Linked DNA regions of Ovis aries: region 2 is linked to region 1. A link is a contact called in public Hi-C data. All regions are on one chromosome and are shown on one strand. The core of a region is the stretch at or near the end of the contact, and the rest is flanking DNA. Distances in the headings are between cores, read along the strand shown. Region 1 has its middle 39 kb from the start of TARBP1. Region 2 has its middle 98 kb from the start of IRF2BP2.

Evidence for each region. Hi-C and Micro-C count contacts between places; a contact is called where the count stands out from the background.
Region 2: a contact with region 1 is called in a Hi-C map of liver, with 5 times the contacts expected there. The contact joins two enhancer-like sites. A contact is called at or near these places in 4 of 16 Hi-C or Micro-C datasets (hypothalamus, liver, mixed tissues and 1 more).

Annotation. Positions count from the first base shown.
Region 1 is chr25:6,689,512-6,694,486 of ARS-UI_Ramb_v3.0, forward strand. No RefSeq gene overlaps it. Among named protein-coding and RNA genes, the nearest start is that of TARBP1, 39 kb to the left of the region's middle. Within about 2 kb of position 2,965, at least 4 of the 54 cell types and tissues checked have an H3K27ac peak or open chromatin away from gene starts, as enhancers often do. A contact at or near this core is called in liver, where this site is marked.
Region 2 is chr25:6,881,654-6,886,628 of ARS-UI_Ramb_v3.0, forward strand. No RefSeq gene overlaps it. Among named protein-coding and RNA genes, the nearest start is that of IRF2BP2, 98 kb to the left of the region's middle. Within about 2 kb of position 2,673, at least 48 of the 54 cell types and tissues checked have an H3K27ac peak or open chromatin away from gene starts, as enhancers often do. A contact at or near this core is called in liver, where this site is marked.

The sequences.
Region 1 (4,975 bases), core at 1,715-4,214:
TGGTTACCCATTTCAGTATTCTTGAAAATTCCATGGACAGGGGAGCCTGGCAGGCTACAGTCCATGGGGTCGCAAAGAGTCAGACATGACTGAGCGACTCAGCACAGCACAGCATAGGTTTATTTCTGAGCTGTCTATTCTGTTTCTTTGATCTATGTGTCTGTTCTTAATGCCAATACCATGCTGTTTTGATTGTAATAGCTTTGTAATATACTGGTGGCCCCTGAACAACAGGAGTCTGAATTTCATGAGTCAACTGGAACACAGATGTTTTTCAATAGATACGAATTGCAATAAAATGCAATCTGATCCCTGGTTGGTAGAATCCAAGGCTACTGAACTCTGGATGAAGAGGATGGCTGACTGTGAAGTGACATGCAGCTTTGCAACTGTGTAAAGGGCTGGCACCTTGTGTGTTGTTCAAGGTCAACTGTAGTTTGCAATCAGGATGGATGGTGCCTCCAGATTTGTTCTTCTTTCTCAAGATTGCTTTGGCTCTTCAGGATCTTTTGTGGTTCCACAGAAATTTTTGGATTGTTTGTTCTAGTCTGTGAAAAATGCCATCAGTATTTTGATAGAGATTGCACAGAATCTGTAGATTGCTAGGGTAGAATAAAGTTTAAACAATATTAATTCTTCCAATTCATTTATTTGTTTCTCCCTTAATTTCTTTCATCAGTGTTTTATAGGTTTCAGTATACAGTTCTTTCACTTCCTTGGTTAAATGTTTTCCTATGTATTTTATGTTTTCTGATGCTATTGTCAAGGTAATTGTTTTCTTAATTTCTCTGAAAGATTGTTGCTGTAGAGAAATTGAACTGATTTTTGTATATTGATTTTATATCCTGCAACTTTACTGAATTTGTTTATTGGTTCTAACAATTTTTGGTGGAGTCTTAAGGGTTTTCTATATATAATATCATTTCATCTGCAAACAGACACAATTTTACTTCTTCCTCTTGGACAAAAGTATTATTTAAATGTGCAGGGTGAATTCAAGGAAAGCACAGGGGTGAAAGAGCATGGCACCATACCCACATTACAAGACTAAAAACTTACTGCCACTTCTTCCCAGTTGGTTGCTGGGCACACTAAGTTTTATGAGCATTTGAAAAAGAAGATTTCATCAGTCATTCAAAGGCATGGATTTTAAATGCAATTACTGTATATAATTAGCTGTTTCATCTCCGGGTGCCAGTGAATTTGGAATTTAATCTCTGATTGCACAAAATAGAATACTAAGCAGCTTACTCTGTCTAAGGGCTGGTAGAGTTGTTTATTGGTGTATGGATAACGCAGCCAAATTCCTTACAGCTACCATAGACAAACATCACAGAGAAAAGGATAGTGTGGGACTCCCCGCGTGGTCCAGCGGTTAAGACCCTGTGCTTTCAGTGGAGACGGTGTCTCTTTTGGGAGACTAAGACACCATATGCCATGCAGCAAAGAAACAAACAAAAAAAGACAAGGACGCAGAAAAGCTACCGGCTCTTAAAAGAGGTTTAGGCATCTTTAACCTTGTGCTGAAGACACTGTTCAAAAGTCTTCTTTTGATGACCCTCCCATTGCCTTGCTCATGCAAGGTGGACTCCATCCCCACTCTCACCTCAACATAGCACCTACTAGATTGTTTCCATGTCTGCTTTTCTTACAGGATTATAAGCTTCAGGAGGGCAGAGGCCATCTCTTATTAAACTTCGTGTTTCTGCCATAAAGCACAGTGCCTTGGTATACCATAAATGAATACATGGATGAGCTGCCAATTAAAATCAGCAGATTTACAAAATCAGCAGTCTATTTAAATAGTTGTTTTGTATGTCTCTAAAGAAAAACAAACTGTTTAAATGATATTTACTTCTAAGCCCTTTTCCAAGATAAAGCTTCAGCAAAATCCAATTTTTTTCACAGGTTGGGTGGTCCCTTTTCAGCCTTGCATCTAAGCTTTTGTCATCACTGCAGGAGAATTCACAGAGTCCAAAATTTTCAGTGACACAGCCAACCTCCACCCCCACCCCCGCCACGTTGGGGGGATGCCTGTTGTATATCTATGGACACTAGTAGGTAGGTACCTTTAGTCCCTGAGTCGTGTCCAACTCTTTCCGACCCCGTGGGCTGTATGCTGCCAGGCTCCTCTGTCCGTGAGATTTCCCAGGCAAGAATACTTGAAGTGGGTTGCCATTTCTTTCTCCAGGGGATCTTCCTGACCCAGGTATGGAACTTGGTCTTTTGCACTGCAGGCAGACTGTTTGCCAACTGAGCCACCAGGTAAGCCCCTTGTGTACACTAACAATGACTTGAGAACAATAGTTGCATATATATTAATAGAGGTAGGCCATTAAGTTTAAGTGGGTCTTTATCCGGCCTTAATTCTGGTTTCGGTTCATAGTATATCTGTGAAGTTTTTTTAGTTATTACTGTGATGTAAGCTTCCTGAAACCAAGAAGTGTATCAGTGTTGTTCAAAGCTATATACTCAGCAAACTCAACAGTCCCTGGATCATAGGCAATGCTCAAAAATACTTCCTGAGTGACTGAATTTGTATACGTGGCAGCCACTGGGATAGAAGGTGGCTATTGAAAAATTGAGAGCTACTTTGTTTCCAAAATAATTTCAGTGGACTAAAAGCCGAAAGAGCAGAAATACCACAGGCGTCAAAAGTTTTGTGGGTTTTTCTTGTAATGACTTTTATCCCCAAGGGGGTAAAAGAAACCCCTAAAATCTGTGTAGGGAACACAAAGCAAGAAAATTCCTCCTTAAAACATGTCTATAGTAAAAGCTTTCTCGGGGCCCCACAGGAAAGGTCCTTCAGAGGACCGTAGCAGCGCCCCCATCTTGGGAGTGGCCTGGACAAATCAGTACAACAGAGACCCAACAGGCAACACACAAAAGAAACTGTAAGAGCAGATGGAAGGGACTTCCGGGGTCCTCCAGGAGAAGGCAGCGTATCCATCCGCAGGTGGAACGCATGTGCGCGGTCGGTGTGCGGTTTGTGATTCGCCGGTATCCCTGCCGCTGCGGAAGTGAGCTCAACAGCAAAAAAAAACAAACAAACAAACAGAAACTTTGCTGTGGTTTCTGAAGACTGGGGTTTCCATAGGTGACTCGAGAGGTTTTGTAACTTCCACATGAAGCTATTTGCCAAATGACTCACTCCAGAGCCGGAGAAAGATTGATCCACCCCCGTCAGCCCCCTCTCTGTTGTCATGACCGCCAGAGAGACACTGGGGAAGGAAAATGGGGACATTCCAGTTTTTCCTGTGTTCCAGTCTCTCAGGTCCACTCCCTCTGCAGGGAAAGGAAAACTCTGGGTACCAGGTTCATTTAGCTGATCCTTGGTGAGGTGAGGCCAGCCCTCGCCTCTTCTGTCACTTCTCCAGGTACTAAGGACCCCAGGGAGCTCTGGCCAGCGTAGTGAAAGTGAAGTTGCTCAGTCGTGTCCGACTCTTTGCGACCCCATGGACTGTAGCCTACCTGGCTCCTCTGTCCATGGGATTTTCCAGGCAGTAGTACTGGAGTGGATTGCCATTTCCTTCTCCAGGGGATCTTCCCGACCCAGGGATCGAACCCAGGTCTCCTGCATCGTAGACAGACGCTTTACCGTCTGAGCCACCAGCTGGGTCCCCCTGCCCCTCGGTCAGGCACCCCGTGTGCACGTCTGTGTCCGTGAGTGTGTGCAGGAGGAATGTTCGAGGAAGTCCAGGCGTGACTCTCTAAACAGTTTCTCACTCTTCAATTGGTAGACCAATCCTTTAGGGACCATTCTCCTGCCTGAGAATGTTTGCATCTGGAATATAGTGATCGTGAAAAACACTAGGTCCTCTTCGCAGAGATGAGTCAAACCCTCTGTGCACCGCAGCCATGAGAATGCCACCATTCCTTTTTTTTTTTTTTTTTGCCTGTGCTGGGTCTTTGTTGCGGCATTCAGGCTTTTCTCTAGTTGCAGCGCCTGAGGTTCTCTTGTGGAGCATGGGCTCAGTGGTTGTGGCTCCGGGGCTGAGTTGCCACCTGGCATGAGGAGTCTTAGTTCCTCCCCCAGGGATGGAATCCACGTCCCCTGCACTGGAAGGTGGATTCGAACCATTGGACAATCAGGGAAGTCCCCCATTCTTTTGTGCTGCTTCTCTCTTTTCCCTGCAGTCATGCCCTGTGGTTGGACTGCTTGCTAGACCTCGGTGCCCCCAGCCAGGGCTGTAGGTCACTGAAAGCAGAATTTGGGGTTCCCCAGCTAGGATAGGCTGGCTCTACCCTCTATAAGGGATCGATGTTGATATGCAGCCCCATCAAGGTGTGGGTCATCTGTTGTTTTCACCAGTCGGTTTCCTTGTCTGCAGCTGCCCTTCCTTTTCACCAAGACCAGATGTTGCTGACTGATGCAGTCTCACTTGCTAACCGCAAAGGTTTGTCCTTCTAAATGGTCTCCTGGGACTTCCCTGGTGATCCAGTGGTTAAGATTTCACCTCCCATTGCAGTGGGGGCAGGTTCAATTCCTAGTCGGGGAGCTGAGATCCCACATGCCTCTTGGCCAAGAAAACAAAACATAAAAACAGAAACAACACTGCAACAAATTCAATAAAGACTTTACAAATGGTCCACATCGAAGAAGACCCTTTAAAAAACAATCAAGTAAATTCTTTTATGAATTCTGTCTGGTGAAGTTCTCTATGTGCTAACAGCAACAGGAGTTGAGGTATATCCATCACTTTCATGCCAGGCACTTAGCCAAACCCACTGCAAGCTTCCTCTTATTTAAGCCCTAGGGTATTTCTTAAACTAACTGGCATGATGTCCATTTTCCAGATGAGGAAACTGAGGCTTCCAGAAAATAAAATCCTGCTTGAAATCACACAGCGCTCAAGGGGCAGAGGCTAGGTGGATACCCAGGAGGTTGGACCCCAAAACCCTTGCTCTGAATCGTAGCCACCAGGCTTGGCCAGCTTCACAGCATCTCAGCCCATGGGGGATGTATGGAGTTTGG
Region 2 (4,975 bases), core at 1,423-3,922, 190 kb after region 1:
ATCATCTAAGCCACCAGGGAAGCCCGATTGCTTACTGAAATTCACACAAGCACATCTTCTCTGCCCTTCTTGGGGCTGCTCCCAGTTTCTCTGGGCACCGCAGAAACAAAAGGGGGCAAAGTCATGCAATGAATCTCTGCCAAGCTAAATATGCCTAATGGCGCAGCTTTGCATCTGAAGTCAATGGGTGAGAGTCTCATTTCCGAACTCCTGGATCCAAAGTGATGCAGCGTAGGGTAGAATCCTTTTCTGCTGAGGGTTGCCCACTTCTGTGAGGTTTCTGAAAAGTGAATGTCTCATCAGTTGTTTTAAATCTCCCAGCACTGGGAGAGTAGGGGTGCTTGGGGGAGATCTGGGAGCTGAAACCACACAAAATCCCAGTGCAAAGTTGCAAGTCAAAGCCAATCACACTGATCATGGTCTGCTTACACGTGACAGCCCAAACTGCAGTGTTCTAGAGTGAGAGAGAACGATTCCCCGGTCAGGAGGATGAGTGTGACATGCTGGACTGGGCAGGGGGCATATGTCAAGAGGGAAGATGGCTGAGTTGGAATTCAAGGGGAACAAGGAAAGGCAGTTGGAGAGGCCTGGTTCCCTAGAGGACAGCCCTCGATAAATCTACCCAGGGACTGAAGTTTCCCTGTCTGTAATGCCATTGGACCCCAGCTCAGCGCCCACCTCCTTGACAGTCAGCGAGAGAACCCTCACTTCATTTGGGAAGGAAAAGGATGACTTTCTGAAATCCTAGAGCCTCCTATCCCTGTAATGACAGTCACCCAGCTGGAGGACTGTTTTTCTTTACAGAAATGTGATTGGCCCAAATCTAGAGGGTCCATATTCCCCAGGCTTTCTTTGCTGAATCAAATGCAAAGGGCTGAAAAAGGCAAAAGCTACATGTTGGCCTTGAAACAAACAAAGAAGCAAACCCCAAGACATCCTAGTTGGATCTGAACTTGAATTCACCTAGTAGAAGGTGAATTGTTATTTTAGATAGTCCTTGAGACACCACCAACAATCCAGAAATGAATTTGCACTGAGATTCCTCTTAAAAGATTTCATTAAAAGTGAAAAAAAAAACAAACAAACAAAAAAACAAATGGAGAACACCCAAGGAAGCCCACAGACCTGCCGGAAGAGGACAGAGGAGTCCAGCCCCAGCTCCTCGTGCCAATAGATCTGATTCTGCCTATTTAATCATCAAAAGAGGGGGAACCCTCTCCTCTGCAAAAGCCAGCCTGCCCCACCCACAGGTGGGGGAGCCTCCCTGCAGACCTAGGATGCTGGCGAGTGTCTGGTGGTAGGAAGTTGTCTGCACCCTGCCCCTGCGTGGCCATAATGAGCCCGTTTCAATTGAAATGAGATCAATACTACTCATTTTTTTCTTGCTGGCTCCCGAGTGATTCATGAATCTGAAAACTAGTTCATGAATCAGAGTTGGGGGGGGCAGGGCGGGGGCGGGGGAACATTTGTGCAGTCAGCGAACCTCGATTCCTTTCATGAACCCAGACATTAGTTGCATAACGCTTGCCTGCCTGCTGGTTGAAACCAGCCTTTTCGGAAGCAGCTTTTGGCTTCTACTTGTTCACCTATTCTCTTTCTTGAAAGGGAAAGAATGACCCTAGGTGCTGCTTGTGTGTGTGTCTGTCTCTCTCGGGGGGGTATCTCCATACCCTTTGTCTGTGTAGCCCTGTGGGTGTGTGTGCCTGTGGGTGTGCGCATGCAATAGTCTTTGTGTGCACATCGTGTGTTTGTGCGTGTGTGTGTGTGTGAACCAGCAATGTATGACTAGCCGCGGGCCCTTTAAACCTGAATGGCAGCCAAGTTCATTTCTCAGCGGTGCTTCGTAAGGAAGCACGAGATGGGGCAGTTGGAAACCACAGCCCTGCGAGTGCTGATTACAGCCTGCGAAGGAAAATGAGATTTTTATCTCACAGGAATTCAGTTATAAAAATAAAATACAACGTCTGGCTTGATTCAGCGAAATGGACAAGCGCCGGGGCGTGTGTGCATTTCACAGAGATGCCGGACAAGAGGCATGACCTCAAACAGTGCGCTTCGAGCAAGTCAGAGGAGGTTGGGGGGGCGGCTACAGGAAGGAAGTGGGAGTGGAGGTGTGTGTGTGAGAGAGAGATGGAGGGAGAGAGGGGGGTGGGAGGGGAGAGAGAGAAAAACCACCCTGCTGGCAAATGAGTGCAGCAAGGATGATGTCATTGGAAACAGTTGGAGGAGAGGGAAGAAAAACAACTCAGAGCTGGGCTAATCCTGTTTGCTGCCCTGAAGGGAATGGAAGGCAGCCAAGGCAGGGAGTTCTGGGAAAGCATATAAGGGTGCCAAACAGGCTTTGCCGCCAACATTAGGAACTGACAGCTTTGTTCTTTGTGACTTGGCTGCCCGCCAGAGGCCTCATTTCAGCTCTGCAGCATGATTACCCTGGACGGCCGCCAGCCCTGCGCTGAGAGCTCCTTTTCTTCTCCCCGAGCTTTTTTTTTTTTTTTTTTTCCCCTCCTTCCCTTTGCCAAACATGCAGCAGTCACCATGGCAGTCGAAAGTAAAGTTTAAAAAAAAACACAACAAAGTAGGGAGGCACGCCTTCACCCAGATGTGCCAAGAAGCAGAGAGAAAAGGCAGTTAACCTAGTCGTCGGGCCTCTGACTGCAGGAGAGAACACGGAGGCTGACTGTCAAGCCCCGGGGAGGCGACTCCAGGATAAACAGAGAGGACCTGGCCTGGCTGTTGACAGAGAGGGGCTGGCTCCCAGGCCCTGTTTGCCTTCTCTTTCTCTCTCCCTTTTCCTGAGGCATTGTGGAGTGCGTCATGTGAAACGGAAAATGTCATGATTTCCACTGGGAATGTGTCCACGGTTCTGAGAAAGCTCCAGAAACCCCGGTCCACCAGGCACTGAGGGGAGCAGGAAGGCGGGGAGAGGGTGTGGACGGTCACAGTGGCCCCCTAGTCACCGAGGCGAACCCGGGGTGGGCAGGTGGGCAGGTGGCCAGTGGCCACGGCTGAGGGGCTCTGCTGGTGGCTGTGCTGGGCGCCGGGGTGTTGCAGGGGAGGGCACTGGGGGATTTGGTGCATTTGGGACCCCAGCCCCCAGAGTCCCAGAGGGAACCCAAAAGCCACGGCTGATCCTTTGCGCCACTTGGAGGAAACCCACGGTTTTGCTTTACAAGGGGACTCTGTGATGAGTCCAGTGCCGCTATTTTTAACCGGGGTCATTTCCCACCTGCTTGGAAAGTGGAACATCTCCTGGGAGGCGACACATCGTGACCATCGGCAAGTCTCCAGGCAGAGAGCTGCCAGGTTACATACGAGTGGGACTTGGTTGCCAGCCACCACCCCCCGCCCTGCCCAGAGCAGAATCTGACATCCCCACCCCCAGATGCTGGGAAGGGCCTCTTCTGGTTCTAGAAGTTTCTGCCACAAGGAGCAACTTGGCCGTTTCCTGGCTCCTTTATTTGGAAGAAGGCAAGGCCACAGCAGGGGCTGCTCTCACGGGCCTGCGGAGACCTCACTGTGAAACAGCTGATCGTTTCCTTCCGATGCCCGCCCCATCCCAACTCCAGACCCTCTGAAAGAGGCATTCACTTTCAGGAGCACGCGTGACCACCTCCTAGGTCCAGGGATGGAAGCAAAGGTGTCTAGGAGGATACAGCCCAAGGTTGGGTGGGGAGAAGCTCCAGGAGGGTCCCATCATCCTTACTCCTCGCCTCCTGCTTTTACCAAGGCTTGGCTGTCTTTCTCCGGCAGCCACATAAGGCTCCCTGGGAGGTTGGGAGCTTTGTCTTTTGGCGGGAAGTTCCCAAGGTAGGGTGACTCGGGCTTCCTTAGAGGGCACTTACCCTCACCCATCTTTGTGGGCAGAAGTCCCACACCTGGCTGCAACCCTGGCCCCCAGCCCCCACACACCCTGTCACCCCTGAGGAGGACACAGCCACGGGAGAGCTAGAGTGGGGGTTGGCGGGGGGGGGGGTGCTCCTGTCCAAACAGCCCCCATGAGCTCGGGCTTCAAGAAGACAAGCAGACCCCAGGAGCACGGGAGCTGGAGGCCTGCAAGAGACACGTTTTCACTTCCAGTTGGAGACAGAGCAAAGGAAAGCTGATTGGGGGCCAGTTTCTTACAAATTAGAAAAGGAAGGGGCTGCTTGGATTTGAGAGCTGAATCTCAAATTCTGTGCCGTCCCCTGTTCTTAACTGGTGACTCAGAACTAGGCCCATTCCCTGATGGGAGGAAAGGCCATGGCGTTTGCAGCTGATGCCAGTCCCAGGCCTGGCGAGGCCCCGTCCCTGTGCTCTGAGATGTTGCGAATGATGGAAAACACTTCCTGATGGGTTTCTAAAAGCCACCCTGAGTCAGAGGGTTCCATGCCCATTTTGGTCCAAGATTGACCTCGTGTCACAGTATGTCTGAGCAAATGAAACCCCATGATCGCTGACCCCGAGGACTCAAGCCTGCCTCCTCGGGTGCTGCCTGGAAAGCCAGCCTCTAGCAGGGATGTCTGAACCTGCCCTTCCCATGCCAGACGACGGTAGAAATCTGACTTCCTGGGCCTAGTTTTTGGAGGTCTGGCCTTCTTGCCTACAGTCTGAAAGTAGAGAAGGACGAGGTTAGGAGGAACAGAGTATCTTCTGGGGAAAGCAGAGGGCTCCTGGACACCCCTCCAGTACCTCCAGTGGCCTATGGGTACCAGGCCCTGCAGAGGGAAGGGAATTCACTTCCCCTAGGGGCCTCCTCTTGTCGCAAGATCCATGGATTTGACCTAGCATGTATGAAACAGCAGAAAAACCATTACGCTCACTTACAGATTAATGTAGGTTTCCTATTGGGTTTGTCAGGCAGACAGAGACAGAGAATCCTAGGGGATTTTTTTTTTTTTTTTTTCCCCCTGAGAAACCAGGAGAAAGCAAAAGCAGATCTGCACAGTGGGGAGGGTGTGGAGGTGGGGATGAATGCATTTTTAGCAGCTGCAGAGGT